Regions from separate parts of the Sus scrofa genome. Here region 2 is linked to region 1. The links are chromatin contacts, called in public promoter capture Hi-C maps. All regions are on one chromosome and are shown on one strand. Each heading gives the region's core, a stretch centred on a gene start, on an enhancer-like site or on the middle of the called end of the contact. The rest is flanking DNA. Distances are from core to core; before and after follow the strand shown.

Region 1 (7,635 bases), core at 3,033-5,532:
ATGGTGCCTAGTCAGTTTCGTTTCCGCTGCACCACAATGGTAACTCGCTCGGTCAGCATCTTTGTTTGTTGTTTTATTTTGCTTTTTAGGGCCACACCCACAGCATGTGGAAGTTCTCAGGCTAGGGGTCGAATAAGAACTACAGCTGCCAGCCTACACCACAGCCATGACAACTCGGGATCTGAGCCCAGTCAGCATCTTTGGATGAAAGTCTGGCTTGGCAGCTGGGACCCTAAGCCTTTTGTCTTTCATCTCCACCCCCCCATCCCAGCCCTGAGTCCCACTTCTGATACTCCCTCAGCTGCTAGAAACTTGACTCACCCCACCTCAGCCACCCTTTGCCCCCAGGAGACTGCCCCGAGTCAGACCCTCTCAAATGAGACCCCACCCTCTGGGCACCAACTTCTACTGGCAGGAGCGATGTCCACCATTTGAAAATTGCTGGCCCCTCTCCCTGTGGGCTTGTTTCCTCAGTTTACATGGCGTTTGTAGGTGATGGGGCTTTCTTATGCTGTAAGGATCTCATGAGATAAGAAAAGGGAAGGAGTTTGATGAAACAAGGGAATGGACACTTCTGCTAAAAAAATTCCCGTTAATGGTACCACCAATTTCACTAGCCCCAGGGTGACGGGGTACCATTTACAGAAGACACTGTCACCTTCGAGGGCCACAGTGTCCTTCGGCAGAAAGGAGTTTGAAAATGTTCCAACTTCTGTGACTTTACTTATCACAAGCTCTGGCCATTCCTAAAAAATTCTGGCAAACTTTCACAGGGCAGGTAGGGGTTACAAGTTGCAAAAAGTAAGAACTCAGGATCCCTTTTATTCCAAGATAACAATAGGCTGAGGGCTGGCTTGTGCCCAGCACTATTCAATTCTAATGTGCATCATCTCCTCCCTTCTCCCCTCTTCCTCCCCTTCTCCCTCCCCCTCTGCCTTTTCTGTTTTTTGTTGTTGTTTTTTTCCTTTTTAGGGCCCCACCTGCAGCATAGGAAAGTTCTCAGGCTAGGGGTGGAATTGGAGCCACAGCTGCCAGCCTACACCACAGACACAGCTACACGGGATCTGAGCTGTATCTGTGACCTACACAGCAGCTCATGGCACCAGATCTTTAGCCCACTGAACGGGGCCAGGGATCAAACCCGGGTCCGTGTAGATACTAGTTGGGTTTGTTACCACTGAACCACAATGGGAATTCCTCTTTCTTCTTTTTGATAACTGTTTTATTCAGACATAATTCACATACCATACAACTCACCCATTTAACATGTACAATTCAATGGTTTTTAGAATATTGTGCAATGTTGTACACAGAGTTGGGCAAACACCACAATTGATTTTAGATATTTTTGATACCCTAGAAAGGCACCCCATATTCTTTAGCATTATCCCCCAATTTTCCTACTCCCCCAGCCCAGACAACCACTAATCTACTTGTTGTTTCTATCAATTTGCCTATTCTGGACATTTTATATAAATGCAATAATAGACTTTGCGGCCTTTTTTTTCTGGCTTCTTTCACTCAGTATGATGCTTTCAAGATTTATCCACGTTGTTAGCCTGTTCATTACTTTTTCTGGCTGAATAACATATTGTATAGACATACCACATTTTAAAAATCCATTCATGGGGAGGGAGTTCCCGTCATGGCACAGCGGAAACGAATTTGACTAGGAACCATGAGGTTGTGGGTTCAATCCCTGGCCTCCCTCAGTGGGTTAAGGATCTGGTGTTGTTGTGAGCTATGGGGTAGGTCACAGATGTGGCTCAGATCTGGTGTTGCTATTGCTGTGGCTATGGCATAGGCCAGAGGCTACAGCTCCGATTTGATCCCTAGCCTGGGAACCTCCATATGATGCAGGTGCAGCCCTAAAAAGCAAAATCGATCAATCAATCAATCAATCAATAATCCATTCATGGAGTTGCAACTGTAGTGAAATGGGACCAGTGTCATTTCTGCAGTGCCAGGATGCAGGTTCAATACCCCGCCTGGCACAATGGGTTAAAGGATCTGGTGTTGCTTTCAGCTGTGGTGTAGGTTGCAAGTGTGGCTCAGATCTGATCCATGGCCTGGAAACTCTATATGCTGCAGGGCAGCCAAAAAAGAAAAAAAAAATCCATTCATTGGTTGAGGGACATCTGGCTTGCTTCCACTTTTTGGCCACTATGAATAATGCTGCTATGAACGTTCATGTACAAGTGTTTGTGTGAACATAGGCTTTCACAACTAGTATCTATGAGGATGCTGGTTCCATCCCTGGCCCTGCTTAGTGGGTTAAGGATCCAGCATTGCAGTGAGCTGTGGTGTAGGTCGAAGATGTGGCTTGGATCACTCATTGCTGGGGCTGTAGAGTAGGCTGGCAGCTGCAGCTCCGATTCAATTCCTAGTCTGGGAACTTCCATATGCTGCAGGTGTAGCCCTGAAAAAAAAAGAAAGAAAGAAAAAGAAACTCCTGGGTAGGGCCCCAAAGAGGTCTGGAAAGGGAAACATGTCTGTGGGAGGAAGCAAGTCTGGATTCTTGCAAAGGAGGGGGGAGAGTGGGGACAGGATACTCCAAAATTTATCTCTGTGGGATCTGCTCCTGAGGGCTGAGCAAGGAATTCAGGGCCATTTATTTATTTATCTCTTCAGGTGCATTTAAATCCCCCACTTATACTCCATTTTGTTACCCCACTTTTCTGATTTAGAGCACTAATCTCTGTTCTAACGAAACTTGAATCAGGACTGTGATTCTCTCTCTCTCTTTTTTTTAAGGGCCACACCCACAGCAAATGGAGGTTCCCAGGCTAGGGGTCAAATCAGAGCTACAGCTGCCGGCCTACACCACAGCCACAGTTACACGAGATCCTTAACCCAGTGAGTGAAGGCAGGGATTGAACCTGTGTCTGTCCTCATGTATACTAGTCAGATTTATTTCCTCTGAGCCAGGATGGAACTCTTTTTTTCTTTTTAGGGCAGTACCTGTGGCACATGGAAGTTCGCTGCCATATGTGCCCCAAAGCATGCTTGATCCTTAACCCAAGGAGCAAGACCAGGGATCCAACTGCATCCTCGTGGATACTACTGTTAGGTTCTTAACCCGCTGAGCCACACCGGAAACTCCCGGGGCTGTGATTCTCATTTTGGACCCTGGGTGTGATTTCGTTCGTCGTTGCACAAAACAAATTGCCTGGCAGGTAGTAGGCAGGGTTGTCAGATAAAAAGCAAAAAAACTCTGTTAAGTTTGAATTTAGGCAAACAATAAATTATTTTTAGCTTAAGTATGTTCCACTTATTTGAAATTCAAATTTAACTGGGCTTCCTGTGTTTTATCTGCTAAATCTAGCAGAAGGGTCTCGATAAATATTTGTGGAACAAACGGGATTTTGCTTTGGCTCCGCCCTAAACTTGCGATGTGATCCCTTGGGCAATACTCGGCTCCTGAGACACAGTTCATCCGAGAGGTGGGAGTTCTGGCAGCGACCACGGCAAAGGGATCGCGAAGGGAGGAGAGCGCTGGATAAACTGCCAGAGCAGGGTGGGACCAGTGATCAAGCCTTTGCTGAACCTCCAGCTAGAGAAGCGCCCTCCGGTCCCTTTGCCTGGGCCGGGAAAGCCCCAGCCCCGCCCCTTCACAGCTGTCGCCATGGAAACCCGGGTAGCCTGGAGCCCCGCCCCCAAAAGCCACGCGTTTCCGCTGCGTTGGAGGCTTCTGATTGGACGGCTATCTGGACGCTACCACCAGCCCCGAATCCTCTTAGGGGTGGGGGCGGGATCTCGTCCTCGTGGGACCCTTTCCCTGAAAAACCTGTGCTTGTGGCCTTTCTGGGGGAGGACGGGTTTTATGCCTCACTCAGCGAAAAAGACTAAGTCTCAGGTCGGAAGATGTCCACTGCTCTTCCTAGAGCTTATGTTTATGCCCAGAGAAAGAGGGGGCGGGAAAGTCAGTAACGCCCCCTCAGGAACCTATTCAGTCCCCCAAATCTGGAGCACCGGAAGTGCTGGCGACGTGTCAGTGCGCCCTACCCTAAACCTTCCCCCCAGTCCACCTTTCTTATTCAGCTGCGGAATTCCGGGGCCGCCTGGGCGCTGCACCCTACCACTTCCGCACTGAACCGCCGCTTCAACCGAACTCCCAACCTCTGCGCGCGCTCCCTCTCGTGCCTGATGGTTGGGCTGGCGCCTGGGAGTAGCCACGCCCCTTCTCGCGTGTGGCAGCCAATGGGAGGATGCCTCCCGGCGGGGTGGTGGATAATTAATGAGGGCTGGGCGCTGATTGGATGCAGGGTCGTGGCCGGGGGCTGGGCGCTGGGGTAGGTTGTTCCCAAGGTGGGAGGCGGCACCGTGGCTGAGAAAGAGGCCTGAGAGCGACATGTCCCCAGCAGCTGAGGCACAGCGGCCCGTGGCGCTGTTTTTCTGAGTCCGGGGCGGCCTGGCGGCCGGCTGAGAACTAGGCTCGGCGGAGGCTGCCCCCGCTGTGGTGGCCGCCATGCTGGGCGCCCGGGCGGTTGAGGGAGCCGCTGTGGCGTTCCTGCGACTGCTGCTCCTCCTGCTGCTGCCGGCGCTCCGGGAGCCGGGGTTCGGCGTGGTTGGCTTGGCGGGGGCCGGGCTGCCCGAGAGCGTGATTTGGGCCGTTAACGCGGGCGGGGAGGCGCATGTGGACGTGCACGGGATCCACTTCCGCAAGGACCCTCTGGAAGGCCGGGTGGGCCGAGGTGAGAGCCCCTCGGTAGAGTCTCTGGATCCTGGGCCTGCGTTGCCGGGCGCAGCACGCCGAGGGCTGCGGGCCCCAAGCCCAAGCCACGTCTCTGGAGTGAAGTTTCTCTCTACTGTTTCCTCGGTGACCCGATAAGAGCCCAGAGCTTGGTGCTGATTTGAAGCTACCAAGAGCCTTAGAGTCAGAGTTGGCGAGAAGTTATATTTGGACCTCGCACTCTGCATTTTCGTAACCTCTCACCTCCACGGGAGCTGGGAAAGTAAAGACGAGGGCGGCCTATTGCCACCTCGAGGCCTCACAGGTTTTTCGGTTATCGGTGTCTCTCTCCTGGTGGTTTTGCTCTCCTTTCAAGTCAGTTTCTGGTAGATTCCTGCCGACCCAGAAATCGGCCACTTTTCTTATCTCTTGTGCAGGAGCTGGGCTTGATTCTTAGCCAGAAAAAAAAGGAATTTTGAAGAGGATAGGCCAGGAAAGTTTTGATTGTAGCCTCCTCCCCCACCCCCCTTTGGAGCGAGGAGGGTGTGTGTGCTTAAAAGTAGAAGCTGCAGGCCCTCCCTAGAGGGTGGTTATATTGAAACCTTACTGCGCAGGAGGCTGGTGGTGTTTCAACTGGGTCAGTCAGTGTAAGATCCGAATATTCTATCCGCCAGTGCAGAGAACCTACCCTCAGTGGTCTTGAGAGGTGTGATTCCATCTTATGGGGAAAATGATTTGATTTAATTGATAGAACAGCAGTCATTTTTACAGAGCCGAACAGTTCTCAAAGTCAGTGTAAGAACTGCCAGGAGAGCGGGTGAAAAATGAAAATTTTAGACCTGTAGATTAAACCCAGGTTTCTGCACCAGGGCCTTATGATGTAGGTCATGCCAGACGACTCTGGGAATATCTGCTCTGGACTCTCTGTCTTCTGTCAGTAGGATTGGAAAACAGGTTTAAGAAGGAAGTTCTTGCTTCATGTGTTGGAAGGAGATTTATGCTGTATGCTGGGTTCAGAAGCTGCCAAATCGGCAATACGCCATCTCCAGAAAACTAGGAGACAGACTTTCTCTCTCTCTTTTTTTTTCCCCCCACGATGCCCAGATTTGGATCTTGCCTTTCCTAAAGGGTTTAACTTAAATTCTTCCAAGTTAATTGCAATGTCCTGGAGTTTATTATATTAGAGGGTTTATTGCTTCCATACATGTGAGGGTGTTGAGACCCAGGGCTGTTTTCCAAAACTCTCTGTGTGTGTCTTCAGTTTAGCTCTGGAATTTATTTAGCCCTGGCATGGAGGTCTCAGTAGCCTGGGTTCAGCTGAGTCAGGGCCCTGGTCTTTGGCTGTAACAGCAGTCAAAGCCAGACTTAAGAACAGAAGATCATTGCTATCTCCATCCTGGGCCCTTCCTCTTTCTTCATGGGTATGAACAGGGAGGAAGGAGCCCTGGAGGAAATTAGAGACCGTTTGTGGACTTTGCCTCTTCAGATAGCTGTGGGGAGACACTGTACAGATGGTTCCTTAGGTTTAACAGGCTTTACGTAGGTTCTGTTACCCTGTTGGGTCCATTGTGCAGAGGAGGGAGCTACCACCACACAGGTTTAGTCCTCAGTTACTCCCCTTATTCAGAAATCCTGGTTTTAATTTGCTGGTGGAGGTGGGTTTTGTTTTGTTTTGTTTTGCTTTACTTTACTTTATTTTACTTTTTCACCTGGTCAGCAGTCAGCCAGGCTCTCTCTCTATCCTTGGGTTATTGGCTCATGGTCATAGTTCCTTCAGAAGAGTATTACCAAATGACCAAAGCTCACAGGTACTGGGGTCCTGTCTTAGATCCTGGCAGTCTATAATTGGAGGCTCCCAGCTCCACTCTGACGGTCCATTTGGACATGAATTGTAGCAGCATTAAGGAGAGTAGCATGAATTGTAGCAGCATTATGGAAAGTGGAGGGCCGTTGTCAGTTTGCAGCTTGTAGCTCCGACTAGCCAGTTGCAACATGGCACTTAGCAGACTCCAGAGAGCAGTGTTTTGCTGGCATTAGGTCTGGGGCTGAGAAGTGATTAATTTTCCTCTCAGAAGGCAGCTCTCTATTTTCTGTGCTCTTAAGGAGTCCGCACCACCAAGGCAAGCACAGCTCTGCTCTTCTCTGACACTGTTTGGTAAGGGTGTGCCAGGCACTTGGAGACCCTTACCTCTTGCAGCTATTTTCACTAATTGTGGTAGGGGCGGCTTGTCTTTTTTTTCCCACATGCCAGCACGGGAGGAAGGTCCCACTTTCATGTTGAATGCATTCAGGTGTTTGTTGCCAGGTTAATCCAGATAAGAGTTTGGCCTGCTTTTGAACTCTGCTGTTTCTCTATAGGTCTTTGTAGTGTGGCATTCTCCTAACTGAGTGGCCCAGGGCACCTAGTGGCTTTTGCTTTCAAAGGCACTTCATAAATGTTTATTGAATTTCATTCTTGCCTTGAGGATAGCTAGTGCTCACAGAAGATGCTGCAGCCTGGGAAAGGCGCTTTCTTTCAACCTGTGTGCTTCAGCAGATAGAAGTACGGCCACAGAGAGTGATTCAGAGGCGCTCCGTTTGGGAATTTGGCATGCTGCGCATTCCAGGTTCTTTTTAACTTGCTCTTTCTGGGTTTTGGCCTGAGGGCATAGAACTTGGCTTGGTTTTAGGAGAGAGGCTATTTCCTTTTCACAGAAAGATGCCTGCTAGTCCCTTGTATGACCTTGAAGAACTCAGTTTACTTCTCTGAGCCTTGTTTTCTTCTTCATAAAACTTGTCATGCTTTAGAAATCAGTGACATGAGTCTGCAAATTCTCCTGTCCAGAAGAGGTTAAAGTGTCTTTATCTTTTTAAAATTTTGCTCGATGACCTTTAGCATGGAATTAAAAGTAGGGCAGAATGTGGCTCTGGAGGGGAAGAAAGCTGGCGAGGGGCCTGAGACTATGGATGACTCATTGTGTAGG
Region 2 (7,635 bases), core at 2,715-5,214, 630 kb after region 1:
CAGCCAACAAAGGTGGACCTCACTCCACAACCTGGTTCTTTTTTTTTTTTTTTTTTCAGGCTACACCTGAGTCAGATGGAGGTTCCCAAAAGCTGCCTGCCTACACCACAGCCACACCAGAACTGAGCCATGTCTGCGATCTACACCACAGCTCAAAGCAACATAGATCCTTAACTCACTGAGCGAGGCCAGGGATTGAACCTGAAACCTCATGGTTTCTAGTCAGATTTGCTTCTGCTGCACCGCAATGGGAACTCCACAACCTGGCTCTTCATCATGGGCCATTGGGCTTTAAGAAACATTGCCCAGCCCAGCGCCAGTCCAGAGCAACTGCAAAGCTCAGAAGGGATAGGGGATGGGCAAGCTTACGTGGAATTAGACTGATGATAAGGATTACTGTGGGTGGGAGGTTGGGAGCTAACCTTGAGAGAGGAGATTGCCCGGAGACCTGAGAAGGTCCCTCCCTGCCCCCACTGGACTGGAAGGGATGTCCAGGGTCACTGTCCCTGTTAAGGAAGCCCTCACTGGATCCTCTCCCCTGCTTAAATCGGTCCCATGACCTAAGCCTCCAGGACACACCCACCCCAGGGCCACCCCTGCCCCTCATCCAGCATACCCCAGCACTCACAGGCCTGCAACATGGCCACTCCCGATGCCCAGAGAACTCTTCCACTCCCGTGCATGGCAGGTCCCTATCCTTTCTGAGAGTCACAGGGCACCTCTGGGTCCAGAGCCCAAGTTGCCACTGCCCCCATCTACATCCTTAACGTCCCCCATCAGCTGAGTGCCTACCAAGAGGGTCCCCAGAATGGCTGAGGGCAGCCTCACACCCCTCCCCGAGGTGAGCTCGGAGGGGACAGTTGCTAAGAAGACCTAGGCAGCTCTCCCAACCCTTCTGGCAGGGGGGCTTCTTGCCACACCTTTCTGACCCCAGTGCTGGAGAAAGAGGGGCGAGGGGAGCAGGCTGCCCACAGGCTGGGACAGAAGTCGCTACTACTCTACTCAATACTGTCCTAAAGGTAATGGGGACGCAGGACTCAAACCCAGGTTTCAGCGTGGAAAGGCTTCTCAGTGAGGCCAGACTCCCTCCATAGCGGATAGCCCCTGACTCTTACTTTGTCCAAAAAGTGGGGGTGCCTCCACTCCACCCACAGAAGGGGGCGAGAAGACCCTGGCACTCCGGGGCCAAGCCAATTCAGAGCCAAACCTCTGCAGCTGCCTGGCTGAGCACGCACAGCCTGTCACTGCCTCTGCTGGAACCTCAGTTTCCTTCTCTGTAAAATGGGGCACAGCACATGAGCTCCTTCAAGGAGTAACCGAGATCCTGTAAAATGCCTGGCATATAGGGAGATGCTGGGTAAGCTGGCACTCCCTCCCGCTTGTCGCCTGGTGCTGTTGCCAAGCCTAGGGAAGGGAACAGAAGGAATTGCCCAATTCTGACAGCCTTTCCCTCCGCCTTGGCTGTGGAAGTGTAAATACTCCACGGAGGACCTCCAACTGCCTGTGTTTGTAGATCTCTGGCGCGCACTCTGAGTTTGTTTCTAAACTGGGAAGCTTCGAGAGGCAGCGCAAACAGCCCTTCTGCCCACCTCTCCCACTTCTCCCCCCATCTGCTGCTGCTCTGTCCTTGGAAGCCTGTGTGTTTAACGACACCATTTCAGCTGGAAATATCCTCTCCCTGCCAAGCCCCCCAAAGCGGCTCCACCGATATTTATTGACCTGTTAATTTAGCTAGAGAGCCTGAAATGGGGCGGGGGGGAAAGGGGGAAAGATGCTCACTGCGTAGAGACTGGGGCCTGGCTTCTCATAATGACCCCCCCACACACTCCCCTCTGCTGTCACCCCACCCCATGCCACTGAAGCAATGACACAGTGCTCTAACCTTTTCCTAGAAATGTGATCACAGCAGTTTCACCCACATCTGACACTGGCAGCAATTGCTGGAAGAAACTTAGACGAGGAATCAAAAAGCCAGCAGCAGGATGCTGGCTAGGGGTTCTCTGGGCCTTCACAAGGATTGGGGCCAGGGCTGGGGTGTGGTGGGGTGGAGAGGGCCAGCACCTGACCCACATCAAAGCTGATGTGGGCAGGCTCACTCAGATCTTAGCCCTGATGGGCCTGACTGGCCCTCCATTCACTTAATAAGCACCACACTATGCTTGTCAAAACCATCTAAACACTGAGAGGAGAGTGGGGCAGTTGGGATTTCAGGCTTGGCCAAGGGCGGTCATCTGGGAGTTGAGGAGCAGGGGAAGCCCTGGACTGGAGGGGCAGCAAGCAGCAGCTCCTCTGCACCTTCCCTGGCTGAGGGCAGGTCACCCCTGCTTTCCTGGGCACAAGTAGGGCTAGGGGCCGGCATCTCTCTGGGGACCCTGGGAACTCCAGCGTGCTGGCTGGGGTGCAGGGAGATCTCTGCAGCACCCCTTTTGAAAGCAGAAAGTTGCTCTACTCCGGAGTCCTGCGCCCCCAGGCACTGCCAGGCTACAGGGGCAAAGCTGAACACCTGTCTTTGCGGGGAGGAGCCACAGCAGGGACAGCTGGCATTGCCTCCCTCCCTACCCCTTTGAGGATTTAGGTCAGAGGACTGCAGGTGGGGGTGGGGAAAGTCGCTTTCACCCCTCCACTACCCAAAGGCATCCAGCCTCATTCCAGGTTACCACCACTCTGCCCCCTCCGGCCTGGGGGAGGGGGTGTGCAGACAAGTCACGTCGCCAAGGCAACCCCAGTGACATCAGAGGTCTGGCAGTGACGTCACAGCCGTGGCCCCACTGGGGAACCCCTCTTTCCTGCGAGTTTTTGGTAGGAACGCCGGCGGTAAGGGGGACCCTGCTACTGCCTAGCCTCAGCACAATCCTCAATACAGCCACCTGCGTGGTCGGGACTCTGCAGTACCTCTCTAAGCTGATGTCCCTGGAAGATTTCAGAGGCTAGTTGGGAGAAGCCCAAGGTGTCCCATTCTGGGAGCCCCCCCAACCCCTCTAAGATGCTAGAGTTGCCAGGGAATTTTCAGATGACTGAGCTGCTACCTTTGTTGGCTTTAGAGGTGGGGTGACCTTTCCTCTCCAGCACACGCCCCACCCAGAACTCCACCGGAGTCCTCACGACGGGCCTCCAGGGTCAGCTCCGGCCGGGAGGCCGGACTAGGCAAGTTGTGTGTGGGGAGGTGGGGGCGGGGGGGAGGGTAAGACAAGGGGCATCGCTGCTTCAGGATCCCCAACAGCCCAGGGCCTCTTTTTTTCAATCCGGCTGCCCCGACGCCAGCCCAGCGGGTGCCCCCAGCTCTGCCCCGGAACCCTGCCCCGCGGAACTCACCGAATCAGCCAGGCCGTCGAAGGACACCAGGTCTCAGCGGCCACAACTCTCCTCTCGCCGGGTCGCAGCCATGCAGAGGTGGCAAAGGCTGCCTGAGGAATCCCCCCTTGGGGGCCGATGCCTCCCTCTAGGTGGGAAAGAACGCTGTCGGTGAGGTCGATCCAGGCGCCGGCTCGCGCCGTCCGAAGTCGAGGGTGGGGATTCTCTCGGCTCAGTGGGGGTCGCGCCCGCCCGCGACCCGGGCCGCGCGGGCGCTCAGGCAGCGCATCCTCCCCGGGGCCTGTGCTCACCGCGTCCGGCGGGCGGCGCTGTGCCTCCCCTCCGGGTCCAGCTTAGGGCTGCAGCTCCGCCCGGCGCCGCTCCCCCGGGCGCCCTCTCCGCCCGCACCAGGAGCCCGGCGGCCGCGGCCCCTCTCGCCGGCCCCAGCTGCAGCCTGTCTTTGTTGCTTCCTCTCGCTCGACCGCCTGCCGGTGGGTTGCAGCCCCCAGGTTCGCCTGGGGTGGGGGGGGTCGTCTCCTCTGAGGTTGAACGCACCTGCAGCGGCCCGGCTCCTCGCTGGGCATGCACCGGCCCCCGCAGGTTGCAAAGAACGGCGGCGAGAATGCACCAGCCCCTCCTCCTCCTGCTCGGAGCCCCGGGTGTTGGGGGAGGGGAAGCCGGAGAGCAGCGGCAAGCCGCTGTGGTGGCAGCGGGCGGTGGAGGCTCGGGTGCAGCCCCGGGGGCCTCGGCGCCGAGAAATAACCAGTCCAGGTGGCGCAGGGTGGATGTGGAGACGGCCCGGAGGATGGTGCACTGGGCGTGCGAGCTCCGGAGCTGCAGCAGGGACGGCTCGCGCTGGGCTCTCACGCGCCCCTGGCCCCGGGCGGCGCGCGGGGGCTCCCGGGGCCTCAGCCTCTCACCGCCTGACGCACGCCAGCGCCTCGTCTCGCTTCGTGCCCAGGTGCCGCGCGCCGCGCCCTACAGGCGGCGTACCCGGCTCTTCGCCTCCCCCGGGCGCCGCGCAGAGCCTCTTCGCGGAGTCACCAGCCCGGCTGTCCCGCCCGCTGCTCCGCTCCGGCCCGACTGACAGGCTCTAACGCCGGCAGCGGCAGCCGCGTCTCGCCCCCTGCCCGCCCCCTAAGGTCTGGCCCAATCAGCGGCGGCCAAGAGGCGGTTACCAGGGTGACGCGGAGCCGCGTCCTGCGGGGGGCGGGGCCGGGGGCCGCCACGCGCGCTTTTCGCGGCAAAATTCAAAGGCCGGCAGGGCGGCTCTCCAACCTCCTCCCCCAAGCCGGGGCGAGGCGGGGTCTGCGTCTCAAGGACTACAACTCCCGTCATGCAGCGCACCGGCGCCGATCGTAGGATCCCCGACTGGGGCCAGAGGGCATGCTGGTATTTGTAGTTCCTTTTTTCGGGAAACAGGAGTGAAAACCCAGTACCATTTTATTGAGCACATATTTGGTAGCACAAGCTAGGTGCACTGTCTGCATTGTTTCACTTCATTTTGGAAACGCTCAATGAGGAATTTGTTAAAAATAATAAAGATGATAAAAGACACTAGCACTAGTGTAACTGAGTACTTTTCTTAATCCTTATACACAATCCTGTGAGGTAGGTATTATCACCCCCATTTTACAGATGAGGAAACTGATGTAGCAGGTACTATCATTATACTCCCACCTTACAGAGGAAATTGAGGCTAAGAGAGGTGAAGCGACACTCCAGAGTGTTTTACTCCAATTCATATTGTTGGCAGTGGTGGATTTTTGCCATCACAGTTGAGATCTGTGGAGCCCTTACTATGTATTACCAGGCATAGTGCTGAGCTCTTTGTAAGATCTATCTCACAGAATCCTCACCACACACGTGGTAGATAGGAACCGGTATTCTTCTTCCTCCACCGACTGGGAAACTGAAGCACAGAACCACCTGGGCCCAAATTTTGATTCCATAAAATGACACTGCACCTTGCCTTTTACTTTCTAAGCAGCTTCACAGGTTCTCATTTGTTCTGCCTGATAGCCCGCAGGTGGCTCGTTTAGCAGGCCCATTTTACAGCTGGAGAAATTGAGCCCTGGGAGGGATAATTCCTCAGTTGCCATGTGTCCATCACACAGCAAGTTGGGGAGCCAGCTTTCCAGGAAGGATCTCAGGGTCCCTAAAACAATGCAAAGTGGCAGCCAGAACTCCTCCCACCTGGCTCAGACTGTGTCCAGTAAGTGCTCAGTAAATGCCATCTATGGCGATACAGATGAGGGGAGATCTAGAGACTCTCATGAATGTACCTAGTGGGATGAGCTGATTATAGTTGAGCCTCAGTCAATTTCTAGGAGCCAACTCACCCCTAAGCCACCAGGGAGCTCCAGCACTGGCCCAAGTAGGGCATCCACAGTCTTATCTAGGACAGAAGCTGGCCCTGTTTCAAGCTTCCTGTTCCCAGCAGCTCCCTGCTCTATTTCTCCCCTGCTGCCCCACCCAAATCTCTAGGAGTTTGGGAGTTGGGGTTGGGGGTGGGAATTCACCTGGAAACATGATCTGGTCACCAGCTGCTTCAGCTCCTGGGCTGCCCGCCAGAGCTGCCAGTGACGTCAGGGCAGGTTGCCCAGGTGACCTGCTGGGTGGACTGGGCGTGGACAGGTGGGAAGGATGCTTAGTGGAGTCAGGCCAGGTGCAGGGTGAGGGACAGCCACGGGGATCAAAACCCTGGGAAGTAAGAGAGGACAGCTGGGGGAGAAGAAGGCAGAGAGCCACACCATAACCTTTGCAAAGTTTGGGATTTTTTTCCATCAGAGGTTACCATGACTTGACACCTACTATGTGCCAAATTGCATACTCAGTGCTAGTTATATCACACGTTTCTACCTCCTTTTACCCTCACAGCCACCCTGTGAAGTCTATTCCCTTATTATCCACATCTTACAGCCAAGGAAGGCCATGTGACTTGTGCAAGGTCACGCGATGACAGATCAGAGTCCCAAACACCAGAGGCCCTGACCTTGATTTATCCGTACTCTGTGCCAGCCACTGAATGACTGGGTGTGACTTGAGGGCAAGTTTCTTCTCCTCTCTGGACCTCAGTTTCCTTTGCTCTAAAATGGAGGACGGGGTTCATAACCCAGCCTTGCCAGTCAGACTCTGCAGCTGGCTCCCCCTCCCACCATGTGATCCCAAAGTATGGAGTGTGGGGTGGGGGAGGTGGGGGGGGTTGGCTTAGATGATCGAAAAAGGCCCCTCCTCCTCCGAAGGTCTGTGAGTTCAAGACGTGCTAAATGGGATTTCAGGCAGCCAGCCAGCTCGAGGGTAGCCGTACAGGTAACTTAGTCTTCCTGCTGGCCCTACACTCCACCAGGCAGGTGAATGTCCCAAGAGATACTCAGCCTCAGGCCTTACACAGACTCAGTGCCACACCACTCCCCACAGCTCACCTCCCTGAGGTCAGACCTTCATGCCAGTGCCCTTGAGCCCACACTCCCCCAGTCCTCAGCCTTGACCCAGCCTTTCCTTGCTCTTGGTCATGCCGATAACTCTGCATTATGTGAATGGAGACAGTGTCAAGATGAATTTGCCACAGTTCAGAGAACCACAGGGCGGGCCAGCTCCTGAATGTTGTGTTGGCTCCAGCCAGGGGGTCCAAGAGGCCCCAAGGGGGAAAGGGGACCGAGAGAACCTCGTTCCTTACTGCCCTGTATGTGCCCTACACTTCAGCTTTGTTAAAATACCTGCCCAGCCTCCCAGGTGTCACTCTGGCCTTCAGGCCTCTGCCCAGGCTGTCCCCTCCACCCAGAATGTCCTTCCTTCCAGGTAGTTTACCCTTTCTTCTTCAGATTTCAGTTAGACTGCCACCTCCTCCAGGAAGCCTTCCCTGACTACTGCCCTCCAGGCTGGAGAGCTTCCCCTTTCACAGATGCACCGGGTCTGTGTTATGATGGCCGCTTATTTGGGAGGCTTCCTCATCAACCTGAGGGCTCTGTGAGGACAGGGGCTGTATTTGAACTGCTTTATCCCCAGCACGAGCCTAGCATACGGTCAGCGCACAATAAAAGTCCGTTGAATTAATCTCAGAATCAAGGGATGAATGTGGCCCAGGTTTCTATTTTGTTTTCTTATAGAGGGGGAGCAGGGAGAGGAGGAGGGAGAGCAATCAGACGGACTGGGTTTCCATCCTGAACTCTTCAGGTTACTAGCCATGTCACTCATCTGCTCAGTGCCTCACTTTCCTATCTGTGAAATGGGGTTAATTGCCGCATCCACACTGCTCAGGGGGCCTGGGGCTCATGCCTTACTCACTGAGGCCTGATTATTTCCCCTTTAACTCTGCTCATTCATTCATTCATCATTTCCTAA

Evidence for each region. Promoter capture Hi-C pulls out the DNA fragments that hold promoters and counts their contacts.
Region 2: a promoter capture Hi-C map of liver shows a contact between it and region 1, with 2.3 times the contacts expected there. The contact joins the promoter of FAM222A here to the promoter of MLEC in region 1. A contact is called at or near these places in 1 of 5 promoter capture datasets (liver) and 1 of 47 Hi-C or Micro-C datasets (liver).

What each region holds. Positions count from the first base shown.
Region 1 is chr14:40,597,700-40,605,334 of Sscrofa11.1, forward strand. MLEC (malectin) reads left to right here and starts at 4,283. Exons shown (of 5, transcript XM_001928694.6): 1 at 4,283-4,694. The coding sequence starts at 4,469.
Region 2 is chr14:41,229,895-41,237,529 of Sscrofa11.1, forward strand. FAM222A (protein FAM222A) reads right to left here and starts at 3,965. Exons shown (of 4, transcript XM_021072447.1): 1 at 3,847-3,965; 2 at 3,313-3,439.